2 separate regions of the Hordeum vulgare genome follow, and region 1 is linked to region 2. The links are chromatin contacts, called in public Hi-C maps. All regions are on one chromosome and are shown on one strand. The core of a region is the stretch at or near the end of the contact, and the rest is flanking DNA. Distances in the headings are between cores, read along the strand shown. Region 1 holds the start of LOC123426268 (major pollen allergen Ole e 10-like). Region 2 holds the start of LOC123426264 (CSC1-like protein ERD4).

Region 1 (5,421 bases), core at 2,919-5,418, 430 kb after region 2:
ACCAGAGTACGGTGAGAGTAGACTGATATAGTTATTTTTCAACTACCCCTTTAGTGATAACAAATCTTTACCTAATCTTGATTGCTATGATGTTGTCTTGCCTTAATGCTAATGTTTGTTGTGAGCTTGCGAGTACATTCAAACTACTCACCTGACGTGTCATGCCAGTTTGCAGGTCATGCGATGATTGCTTGTTTGTCGAGGACTCTCAGTTGCGAGCTAGGATATGCGTTCCAGCCAGAGTCCCTGCGGAGTGGAGTTCATCACATCCGTCGTTGTTCCGCTGCTAGCGTAGAATTTACCGTAGGCAGGTGTAGTATCATTGTAATCCATGTACCCCTGTAATCTTTTCCATAGTAATAAAAAGCTGATTTGTTCTATGCCAACGGTGCCGTATTTCAGAAGACTTGTCCCTGGGCTGGAATACGGGCCGTTCCGGTTTCCTCTGAGCCGGGGTGCCACCTACCGTCTCAAGTGGTATTGTCGCCTTGCCTCACGGTACTACCCCTTGAAGTTCTATTATGCTTTTATAAGCGGTAGTACTGCTCGTCTGAGCGATAGTATCGCCTGTAAGCCTCATAGCGGGGGTAACGGTTGGATTTACACTACCACTATATAAAGGAGTCTTCTTCCCCAATAAGACCTCACCACTTTTCCCCGAAGCTCTATTGTTGCTCCTAAGATCATTTTTTCCCGATCTCTCTCTCTAGCCATCAAAACCTATTGATGTTCTAGGGTTTGGAGGACAAAGCCTTGATCTACACTTCCACCAAGGGAAATTTGACCCCCCCCATTAATCCCTTGTGGATCTTGTTACTATTGGGTGTTTGAACATCCTAGACGGAATAGTTTCACCTCGAAGTCACAATCCATTGTGGCAAAACTTCGTGGTGGTGTTGAGATCCTCCAATTAAGTTGTGGAGATTGCCCCACCCTTGTGTGTAAAGGATCGGTTGCCGCCTTCAAGGGCACCACTAGTAGAATCACGACTCTTTGTATTGTGTGAGGGCGTGAGGAGAATACAGTAGCCTTAGTGGCTTCTTGAAGAGCATTGTGCCTCCACACCGCTCTAACGTAGACGTACTTCCTCTCAAAGGGAAGGAACTTCGTTAAGACATCCTCGTCTCCATCGATTTTACTTGTGGTTATTTCTTATCTTTAGTTTGCGCAAGTTCTTATCGTGTTGTTTCCTTTGATTGCTTGCTAGTTGGTGTTGTTAGCATCACATAGCTCACCTAGTTGCATTTCTAGACAACATATTTGTTGGTAAACCTAATTTCTTAAAAAATGATAAAATTAGTAGTTGCCTATTCACCCTCCTCTACTCAACCATATCGACCCTTTCACCTGTGTTCCCCATCCATCGTCGGCATGTGATAGAGCCCAAGAATACTTGGGTTGCTGGATTTGTCGACAATCGTCAAGGAACGCTAAAACCATAGCCCACGGCTCATCTCGCCACCCTTCTTCGGGTGGGACCTGGTATACACCAACGTTGTCACAACATAGTTGACACCACCATGGGCAAGGGCAAACGATCCCACGTCACCTTCTTTAGATATTGTTTCGATAGCAACACACGGATATTTAGCTAATACTACCTCCGTGTGGGTTTATTGGCCCCCTTCACATTTTGTGTCAAATTTTGACCTTAAGTTTAAATAACAAAATATAAGTTGCATGTCACAAAAGTCATTATTGCTGGATTCATATTTGAAAGATGTTTTCAATGATACAATTTTTATGGTATATAATTTATTTTTTGGTGTTAAATCAAATGTTAAAGTTTGACTTAAAATACAAGGGGACTAGTAAACTACAGTACAAAAAAAAACTACTACAGTGTACACCATTTTCGTTGCGCCGCCTTCCCTCCCAAAAGCAACCACGAACCCCTACCGGGCGCAGGGCATTGCCATGCGCGAGGCAATCGCTCCCGCACCTTCCACGCACCCGGCGCTGCGCCACTGCGTCGCGCTCCTCCGCCTCCACCTGCCGTCTCCCTCCGTCGCTGCCGCCAAGCAGATTCACGCGCGCGCTCTCCGTGCGGCTGGCGTGCCCCTCTCCCACCCTCTCCTCGCCAAACACCTCCTCTTCCACCTCGCTTCTCTCCGCGCCGGCCCTCCACCGCTCCTCTACGCCGTCACTGTCCTCTCCTGCCTCCTCCCCGACCCGGACCCTTTCTCCCTCAACACGGTCCTCCGCATCGCCGCGTCCTCGGCGCACCCACGCATCGCGCTCGCGCTCCACCGCCGCCGCCTCGCGCCGCCCGACACGCACACCTACCCGCCGCTCCTCCAGGCCTGCACGCGCCTCCTTGCACTTCGCGAAGGCGAGAGCCTCCACGCCGAGGCCGCCAAGAACGGCCTAGTGGCGCTCGTGTTCGTCAAGAACTCGCTCGTCCACCACTATGGCGCGTGCGGCCTCTTTGAGAGCGCCCACAGGGTGTTCGACGAAATTCCGGTGCTGGAGCGGAACCTCGTCTCCTGGAACTCCGTGATGAACGGGTTTGCCGCCAATGGGAGGCCGAACGAGGTATTGACAATCTTCCGGGAGACGTTGGAGGCGGACCTCATGCCGGATGGATTCACCATCGTCAGTGTTTTAACTGCATGTGCGGAGATCGGGGCGCTCACTCTCGGCAGGAGGGTGCATGTGTTTGCGTCCAAGGTTGGGTTAGTAGGGAACAGCCATGTCGGCAACGCGCTGATTGATCTGTATGCCAAGTGTGGCGGAGTTGAGGATGCATGGAAGGTGTTTGAGGAGATGGGGGTGGCAAGGACCGTGGTCTCGTGGACGTCACTGATCGTGGGTTTGGCAGGGAATGGGTTTGGGAAGGATGCCCTTGAGCTGTTCGGTCTGATGGAGAGGGAGAGGCTTATCCCAACTGATATCACTATGGTAGGAGTGCTGTATGCTTGTAGCCACTGCGGGTTGGTCGACGATGGGTTTCGATATTTCAATGAGATGCAGGACAAGTATGGCATAGCACCAGGGATCGAACACCTTGGATGTATGGTGGATCTGCTGGGAAGAGCTGGAAGAGTTGAGGAAGCGCACAATTATATCACCACGATGCCAATGGAGCCCAACGCTGTTGTGTGGCGGACATTGCTAGGTGCTTGTGCTATGCACAAGAAGTTGGAACTCGGGGAGGCTGCTTGGGCACGGCTGGTTGAGCTTGATCCTGGGCACAGCGGCGATTATGTCCTCCTCTCAAATCTGTATGCTGCTGTTGGGAGGTGGGCAGATGCCCATGTGCTTAGGAAGACAATGGCTACACATGGAGTGAGGAAAAACCCAGGGCATAGCCTTGTGGAGCTCCGCAACTCTGTGTATGAGTTCGTTATGGGCGATAGATCACATCCTGAGAGTGATCAGATATACCAAACGCTAGCCGAGATAGCTGAGAGATTGAGGTGCCAAGGTTACGTCCCCCGCACAAGCAATGTATTGGCAGATATAGAGGAGGAAGAGAAAGAGACTGCTTTAAACTACCATAGCGAGAGGCTGGCCATTGCCTTTGCCTTGCTGAAGAGTCTTCCTGGCTCTCCTATCAGGATAGTGAAGAACTTGAGGATGTGTGGAGACTGTCATTTGGTAATTAAGCTAATATCTAAGGTATATGACCGTGAAATCATTGTTAGGGATCGCAGTAGGTTCCACCATTTCAAAGGGGGGGAATGTTCATGTAAAGATTATTGGTAGTTGATTCATGTATTGATTGACAGTGATGAATGCAATGTTTATGAGGTTCCGTGCCGTATAATCAGGGGAATGGCGGTGTCTTATGGTTGCAGAACAGTTCTGTAGAACTTCATTTGTTGACAGCTCATGTTTTGACTCAACCACAGCATATGGTTTCTGTTGCACATGACTACTGCAGTGAAAGCATTGGGGCAACCTCATCTATTACAGCCTTACAGGTCGCTGCAATCTTAGTCTTGGTCTAACTCATTAGATGTCTAGTGGAAAAAATAAGCTTCAGGACATGGCACATCAGGAAGCAAGGTTGAAGCTGGATACTGCTAGCACCACTCTAGCATTGGAAATATTATGATGAAAATTTCCAAGTTCTGGTTGCATAACAAGTTCTGTAGAAGTTCAGATGTCGACACATCTGTTGATTCAACCACAGTATCCAATTTCTGAAAGGAAGTGTGGGGGTAACCTCATCTATTATTCTCATATCTAGTCCCAACTTACAAAATGTGGAAGCGGGAAACAGAAGCAACCAGAGATACAGCAGAAATCAGGTTTGGAGCTGATACTGCTAGTATATGCTACAATTCTAATGCTGCACCTCTTGCCTATCGTATTTCAGAAATTGCTACTCTAAAATAGTCTGCATGGTCAAAGACTCTACCAGCTTCCAGCGGTGTTCTAACTGCTTGGCTGCCCTGCTTTACTAGGCGATCCTAGAAAAAGAATACAAGCAAGAAAAGTACAACGACACGAGCCATATTTTGTTTTCTGAACAGACAATGACATGAGGCATGTTTTTCGGGTGGTCCTGTAACTAGTATTATTGGTATGTGTGTAAGATACCAAAATGGCACCTCTCCCATGAATCCATTCTTTCTGAGGATGTGCGAGTTACAGACTTTTTGAATATATTTGAGTACTTTTAGTTATCCATATGTAACCAAAATTAATCATTTCAGTGGAGACAAAACTGAGATATGACTGTTTGCCAGACTGCGATTCGAAATCTACATTCCAACAAACACAGTTGTAGTTACTTGCAGGCTTCCCTTGTGTGACAAGTATTCGCTGTAGATTTGCATGTGAAAAGTAGGTCCGCAGGACATGATCAGGTTGTGTTTTGACGATGCCTTTTTCAGTAAATGAATGCAAGACCCTATATATTGTCTAAAGATACAAGTTTCTTCATGACAAACATCAAAGGTAGGTTAGCCCAATATTATAGTTATAAGTCCTCTTTAAACTTTATAGTTGGTGTTGCTTTGTTCCATATGTCTCAACTCATTGGGATCACCACTGATGGTTTCTGCTAGTATAGTTTCCATTCTCAAAGAAGTTTCTGGCACCACTTTGTGCCAGTGGTTTCTTGTTAAGCTTATAAAGTTTCTCGCATGTGGCGGTGGCTGAGCCAAATTGAGTTCTCGCCAGCTACTAGCAGGGAATGAGGATTGGCCTGTTGGGCGACCGAGCTGAGGAGCCTTGTATCAGTTTTTCTTTTTCACTCCTAGCTGCTCCATTCTATTTAGTATGCTATGTTACCTGTCCTGTTTATCTGTTTCACTGCAGCTTGCTTGTTTTTTCAAGCCTTGTTACTTCCCTTATATATATGCTTCAGCATGTCATTTGTTCCATTGGCACTTGGCAGGTGGTGTAGGTCAGTCAAGGCAATCTGGTTCACCAAACCTCATTCATTAGGCTTGAGTCTAGCTTTGTAAA
Region 2 (5,938 bases), core at 3,103-5,602:
CTATTACAACATGATCATCTCATACATCCAATATATCACATCACATCGTTGGCCATATCACATCACAAGCATACCGTGCAAAAACAAGTTAGACGTCCTCTAATTGTTGTTGCATGTTTTACGTGGTGACCATGGGTATCTAGTAGGATCGCATCTTACTTACGCAAACACCACAACGGAGATATATGAATTGCTATTTAACCTTATACAAGGACCTCCTCGGTCAAATCCGATTCAACTAAAGTTGGAGAAACCGACACTTGCCAGTCATCTTTGAGCAACGGGTTACTCGTAGCGATGAAACCAGTCTCTCGTAAGCGTACGAGTAATGTCGGTCCAAGCCGCTTCAATCCAACAATACCGCGGAATCAAGAACAGACTAAGGAGGGCAGCAAAACGCACATCACCGCCCACAAAAACTTTTGTGTTCTACTCGAGAATACATCTACGCATGAACCTAGCTCATGATGCCACTGTTGGAGAACGTCGCATGGGAAACAAAAAATTTCCTACGCGCACGAAGACCTATCATGGTGATGTCCATCTACGAGAGGGGATTTCCGATCTACGTACCCTTGTAGACCGCACATCAAAAGCGTTAAGAAACGCGGTTGATGTAGTGGAACGTCCTCACGTCCCTCGATCCGCCCCGCGAACCGTCCTGAGAACCGTCCCGCGATCCGTCCCACGATCCGCTCTGATCTAGTGCCGAACGGACGGCAGCTCCGCGTTCAGCACACGTACAGCTCGACGATGATCTCGGCCTTCTTGATCCAGCAAGAGAGACGGAGAGGTAGATGAGTTCTCCGGCAGCGTGACGGCGCTCCGGAGGTTGGTGGTGATCTAATCTCAGCAGGGCTCCGCCCGAGCTCCGCAGAAACGCGATCTAGAGGTAAAACCGTGGAGATATGTGGTCGGGCTGCCGTGGCAAAGTTCTCTCAAATCAGCCCTAAAACCTCCGTATATATAGGTGGGAGAGGGGGGCCTTGCCTTGGGGCTCAAGGAGCCCCAAGGGGGTCGGCCGAGCCAAGGGGGGGAGTCCTCCCCTCCAAACCGAATCCAACTAGGTTTGGAAGGTGGAGTCCTTCCCCTTTTTCCCACCTCCCCTTTTTTCTCTTTGATTTTCTTCCTATGGCGCATAGGGCCTTCTTGGACTGTCCCACCAGCCCACTAAGGGCTGGTGCGCCACCCCCAAGGCCTATGGGCTTCCCCGGGGTGGGTTGCCCCCCGGTGAACACCCGGAACCCATTTGTCATTCCCGGTACATTCCCGGTAACTCCGAAAACCTTCCGGCAATCAAATGAGGTCGTCCTATATATCAATATTTGTTTCCGGACCATTCCGGAAACCCTCGTGACGTCCGTGATCTCATCCGGGAATCCGAACAACATTCGGTACCCAACCATATAACTCAAATACGCATAAAACAACGTCAAACCTTAAGTGTGCAGACCCTGCGGGTTCGAGAACTATGTAGACATGACCTGAGTGACTCCTCGGTCAATATCCAATAGCGGGACCTGGATGCCCATATTGGATCCTACATATTCTACGAAGATCTTATCGTTTGAACCTCAGTGCGAAGGATTCATATAATCCCATATGGCATTCCCTTTGTCCTTCGGTATGTTACTTGCCCGAGATTCGATCATCAGTATCCGCATACCTATTTCAATCTCGTTTACCGGCAAGTCTCTTTACTCGTTCCGTAATACAAGATCCCGCAACTTACACTAAGTCACATTGCTTGCACGGCTTGTATGTGATGTTGTATTACCGAATGGGCCTCGAGATACCTCTCCGTCATACGGAGTGACAAATCCCAGTCTTGATCCATACTAACTCAACGAACACCTTCAGAGATACCTGTAGAGCATCTTTATAGTCACCCAGTTACGTTGCAACGTTTGATACACATAAAGCATTCCTCCGGTGTCAGTGAGTTATATGATCTCATGGTCATAGGAACAAATACTTGACACGCAGAAAACAGTAGCAACAAAATGACACGATCAACATGCTACGTCTATTAGTTTGGGTCTAGTCCATCACATGATTCTCCCAATGATTTGATCCCGTTATCAAGTAACAACACTTGCCTATGGCCAGGAAACCTTGACCATCTTTGATCAACGAGCTAGTCAACTAGAGGCTTACTAGGGACAGTGTTTTGTCTATGTATCCACACAAGTATTGTGTTTCCAATCAATACAATTATAGCATGGATAATAAACGATTATCATGAACAAAGAAATATAATAATAACTAATTATTATTGCCTCTAGGGCATATTTCCAACACATATGTTCATGAATATTAGAAGGATTTCCAAGAAACGAAAGTACCTGGTAATTTAATTGACGTGCGTGTGCTCCAGTAACTGGTCTAGTATGTATAGCAGCAGGGGCTATGGGTGTAACAATGGTATTGATGTCCTCATCAATGAGTCTTACCGGTTTGGTCAATAGACAATCAATCTAAAGAAATCCTCGGCATGATATATTTGTTTTTGTTTTTTAGGGAATACTTTTTCATAAATTGATCCACACAAGACAATTATAAGACCGTTAGAGTAACTCCAACATAGCGGCCCAAATTGTTCTCTCGCGTCCGTTTGGGTCAACGCGGCCGAAAGTGAAGGCCCAATGCGTCGACCTAAAGTCAAAACACGTCCGCGAGGACCCATTTCAGGCCCAAAAATACGCTGAAATGCGTCGGCGCGGATGCGGCGCGCGCCTTCTCATGTCCGCGCTCGTCCACACATGGCACCCGGTCAAAGTTGGCGTCGTCTTTATTAACGACGACCGCCTACCGCAGGCCCACGCATTAGCGACCCAAAATCGTCCTTTTTAATCCAAGCGTGCCGGGGGGGGTCATCCTGTTTTTAAAGTCGCCCCATCCCCATCTAGCCACCTGTGCTCACCCGTCGGCGGCAAACCCTAGCCACCACCATCACGAGGTTCTTCTCCATGAAATACAAGGGCAAGTCCCCCGCCGTCCTTGTCCGCGCGCCGGAGTCTTACCTTTCGCCTCGCCAGCGGGTCAACGTGCTAGTGCATCAGCCGAGGTGGCACTGGGAGAACCGTGTCCCTCTCGCCTACGCCAATATCACGCTGCCGCACGACTCGCACTTGGGTCCGGAGAGGATCCCAGTGCGAGCGGTGCCGCGGTCGGTGCAGACGCATGCGAAGGAGGTGAGGCGCCGACGGGAGCAGCTGACACCAGAACAGCAGCGCAACCCGTCTACGCTGCAGACTCCCCGACTGGCATGCGTGTTTCGCGTGGAAGCACGAGGAGCAGCGCCGACATGGCATCCGTGACGTGGTGGCTGGACCGCCGCCGCCCCTCATCGTGCGTGAAGAAGACCAGGAGGCGGAGGCGGCTTACCAAAACGCGTTGGCGACCGTCCTGCGTGTGAGCGAGGAGGAGGCGCACCTCAAGAAGGAGGAGGAGGCCTACGAGAAGCAGCTGGCAGAGGGCATTGCGCTCTCCGCTGCCAACGACATAGTCCTGCCGCCGTTGGCCCCGCCGTCCCTCGCCGCCGGCCTTGCCATCCCCCGTCTCAGGCTGGAGGTGTACGCCTGGGACGGGGTGGTGCGCGAGTAGGTCAGCGCGCCACCGATTTGGTTGGGTGCGACGTCGGAGCAGGAGGTGGCCCACCTGGAGCACTGACGACAGCGGCGGGTTTGGGAAGAAGGCGCACATGCCCGGCGGATTGAGCTCATGGATCGCGAGGCCGAAGCAGAGAGGAGGAGTGACATGCTGCCCACCAAGCGTCGGTGCAACCACCGGCGGACGATGTCGTCGCCGCGTGGGAGACGACCTTCCGTGGGGTGGCCCGGCGCCGACGCTCATCGACCTCACCGACCCCGAAGACGAGGAGGAGGAGGGCACTTAAGGCAACACGTCTCCTTGTTTTTAGTTTATTTAATTATGTTTATTGTGATGTGGATTATCACCGTCCTCGCATGCTGACATTTATGTTTAATTAATGATTTTTATATTTTTTGAAATGTTTGATTCGCGTCGCCTAAAAATGATCGCTGACCACATTAAACGCAAACATCGATTCAATCAAAAAACGGACACGAATGTTCGTGAGACCGATCCAAACAAACAAAATACAAACAAAAGCGTCGTTCGTTTGAATCAACGTGTTGAAATTGTTTTTACACACGCATCATGGAGGCGAGGAAGGTGAATCCATGAAAGGGGGCAAAAAGGAAGGGATTCGAATAATTGGAAAGGAGAAGGTGGAAGAGAGAGAGACACGGAGGCAAGGGGCATTTCAGACATTTTGCTGATCTCCATGGTCCCATCCCCTTCCTCTTCTCCCTCCTGCCCCTTTCCTTTGTTCGGCAACCTCCACAACTCATAAACTCCCCACCACGCCAGCCATTCCACAGCACAGCAAAGCATCCAATGCTTACCCTTCCCACCCATTTACTACCCTAATGCCCTCCGCTAATCACTCCCTCCACTACCAAACCCCATCATAATCCCCCCGGAGGAGGAGCGGGGCTGCTGCGGCGGCGGGCGTGATGGACATCTCGTCGTTCCTGACGTCGCTTCTCACGTCCTTCGTCATCTTCGTCGTGCTGGTGCTGTTGTTCACGTGGCTCTCGCGCCGCCCGGGGAACGCGCCGGTGTACTACCCGAGCGTGCTGCTGCGGGGGCTCGACCCGTGGGAGGGGCGCGGGCGGGGCACGCGCAGCCCCGTCGGCTGGATCCGCCAAGCGTTCGCGGCGTCCGAGCCCGACGTCGTCGCCGCCGGCGGACTCGACGCCGCCGTCTACCTCGTCTTCCTCTCCTCCGGTACGGCCAAGCCAACCACGCTCTCCACTTCGTTTGTTTGCCCATGCCTTTGGTTGAGTTGGTTGTTTGGTTCCCAGATTGATTTGGTTGAGTACTTGTCTGTGCGTTTCCGTATTTTTTTTCGCTTCCACAAAAAATAATATTTCGTGCACAAAATATAAAATTAAGTCGTGCTACTGTGCTACGGAGTATGCTTTCCCTAATGAATCTGCTATATTCACGGAAATTGTTTTTTGAGACCGAGCTCCATAGAGGCCTTTAAATTCAAAGTTTAAATTTCGTGAAAATTCGTATTTTAACATTTCAAAATATTCTGAAAAAAATACATAGGTAGATGAAGGTACAATACATAAATGTATAAATCTTCAGAACTAAATACGTTGAAATGAAGGCTATGCGAAAAAGATAAATCTGAACCTTTTTAACACATACTATTCATCTTTCGAGACCATGAATTTGTCTTTTATGTACTGGTCGCGTCTCAAAGTATTTTGGCCTGAAATTTTACACACACGCGGATCACACACCTGTTTAGTTGTACAATTGTTTTCAGATTTTTTAAAATCAAAATTTTCGAATTTTGTTTTTTTCAAAAATTTCGGCCTCCATGGCTCCTGGGTGCCATAACGCCATTCTCAGTACTATACGAACATCTAGTATTTTCTAAAAATGTGTACCAACATGAAGATACGGCCGATTGTGTCAACTGCCAGAATGGCAATAACAAATCCTAATTGTTGCTATCAGTTTACTTTATATTATATATAAAATACTGCAAAGCAAAAGGTGTAGGACAAGCAAGAGCCATGCGTGTGCTTTGTTAAGAGGAGTTATCACCACCCGTCCCGAAGGCCGGGCCCAAGCGAGATAAAACTATCATGCATGGAGGGTTGCTCGAAGTATGAAATTTAGCATGTTATAAACTGCTTAGTCTGTAGTGCAAAGAGTTAATGCTAGGATGCGTTTTGGGTCAGATATAGGTAGGTAGATATATCATTCAGAGTGCTTGCTTGAATATAAAAATCTTATCAGAATTTTTGTTCTCTCGTGTTCCAGTGTTGGCAATCCTTGTGTTTTCCGCGATTGTGTTGCTTCCCGTGCTGTTACCAGTTGCTGGAACTGA

Evidence for each region. A called contact is a pair of places that touch in the nucleus more often than the background predicts.
Region 1: a Hi-C map of seedling shows a contact between it and region 2, with 4 times the contacts expected there. The contact joins the promoter of LOC123426268 here to the promoter of LOC123426264 in region 2. A contact is called at or near these places in 3 of 6 Hi-C or Micro-C datasets (leaf and seedling).

Annotation. Positions count from the first base shown.
Region 1 is chr2H:355,951,561-355,956,981 of MorexV3_pseudomolecules_assembly, forward strand. LOC123426268 (major pollen allergen Ole e 10-like) reads left to right here and starts at 4,169. Exons shown (of 5, transcript XM_045110067.1): 1 at 4,169-4,256; 2 at 5,351-5,421. It overlaps LOC123426267 (pentatricopeptide repeat-containing protein At4g21065), which reads left to right and starts at 1,882. Exons shown (of 1, transcript XM_045110066.1): 1 at 1,882-4,634. The coding sequence starts at 1,918. The coding sequence ends at 3,708.
Region 2 is chr2H:355,519,573-355,525,510 of MorexV3_pseudomolecules_assembly, forward strand. LOC123426264 (CSC1-like protein ERD4) reads left to right here and starts at 4,353. Exons shown (of 7, transcript XM_045110062.1): 1 at 4,353-4,815; 2 at 5,872-5,938. The coding sequence starts at 4,542.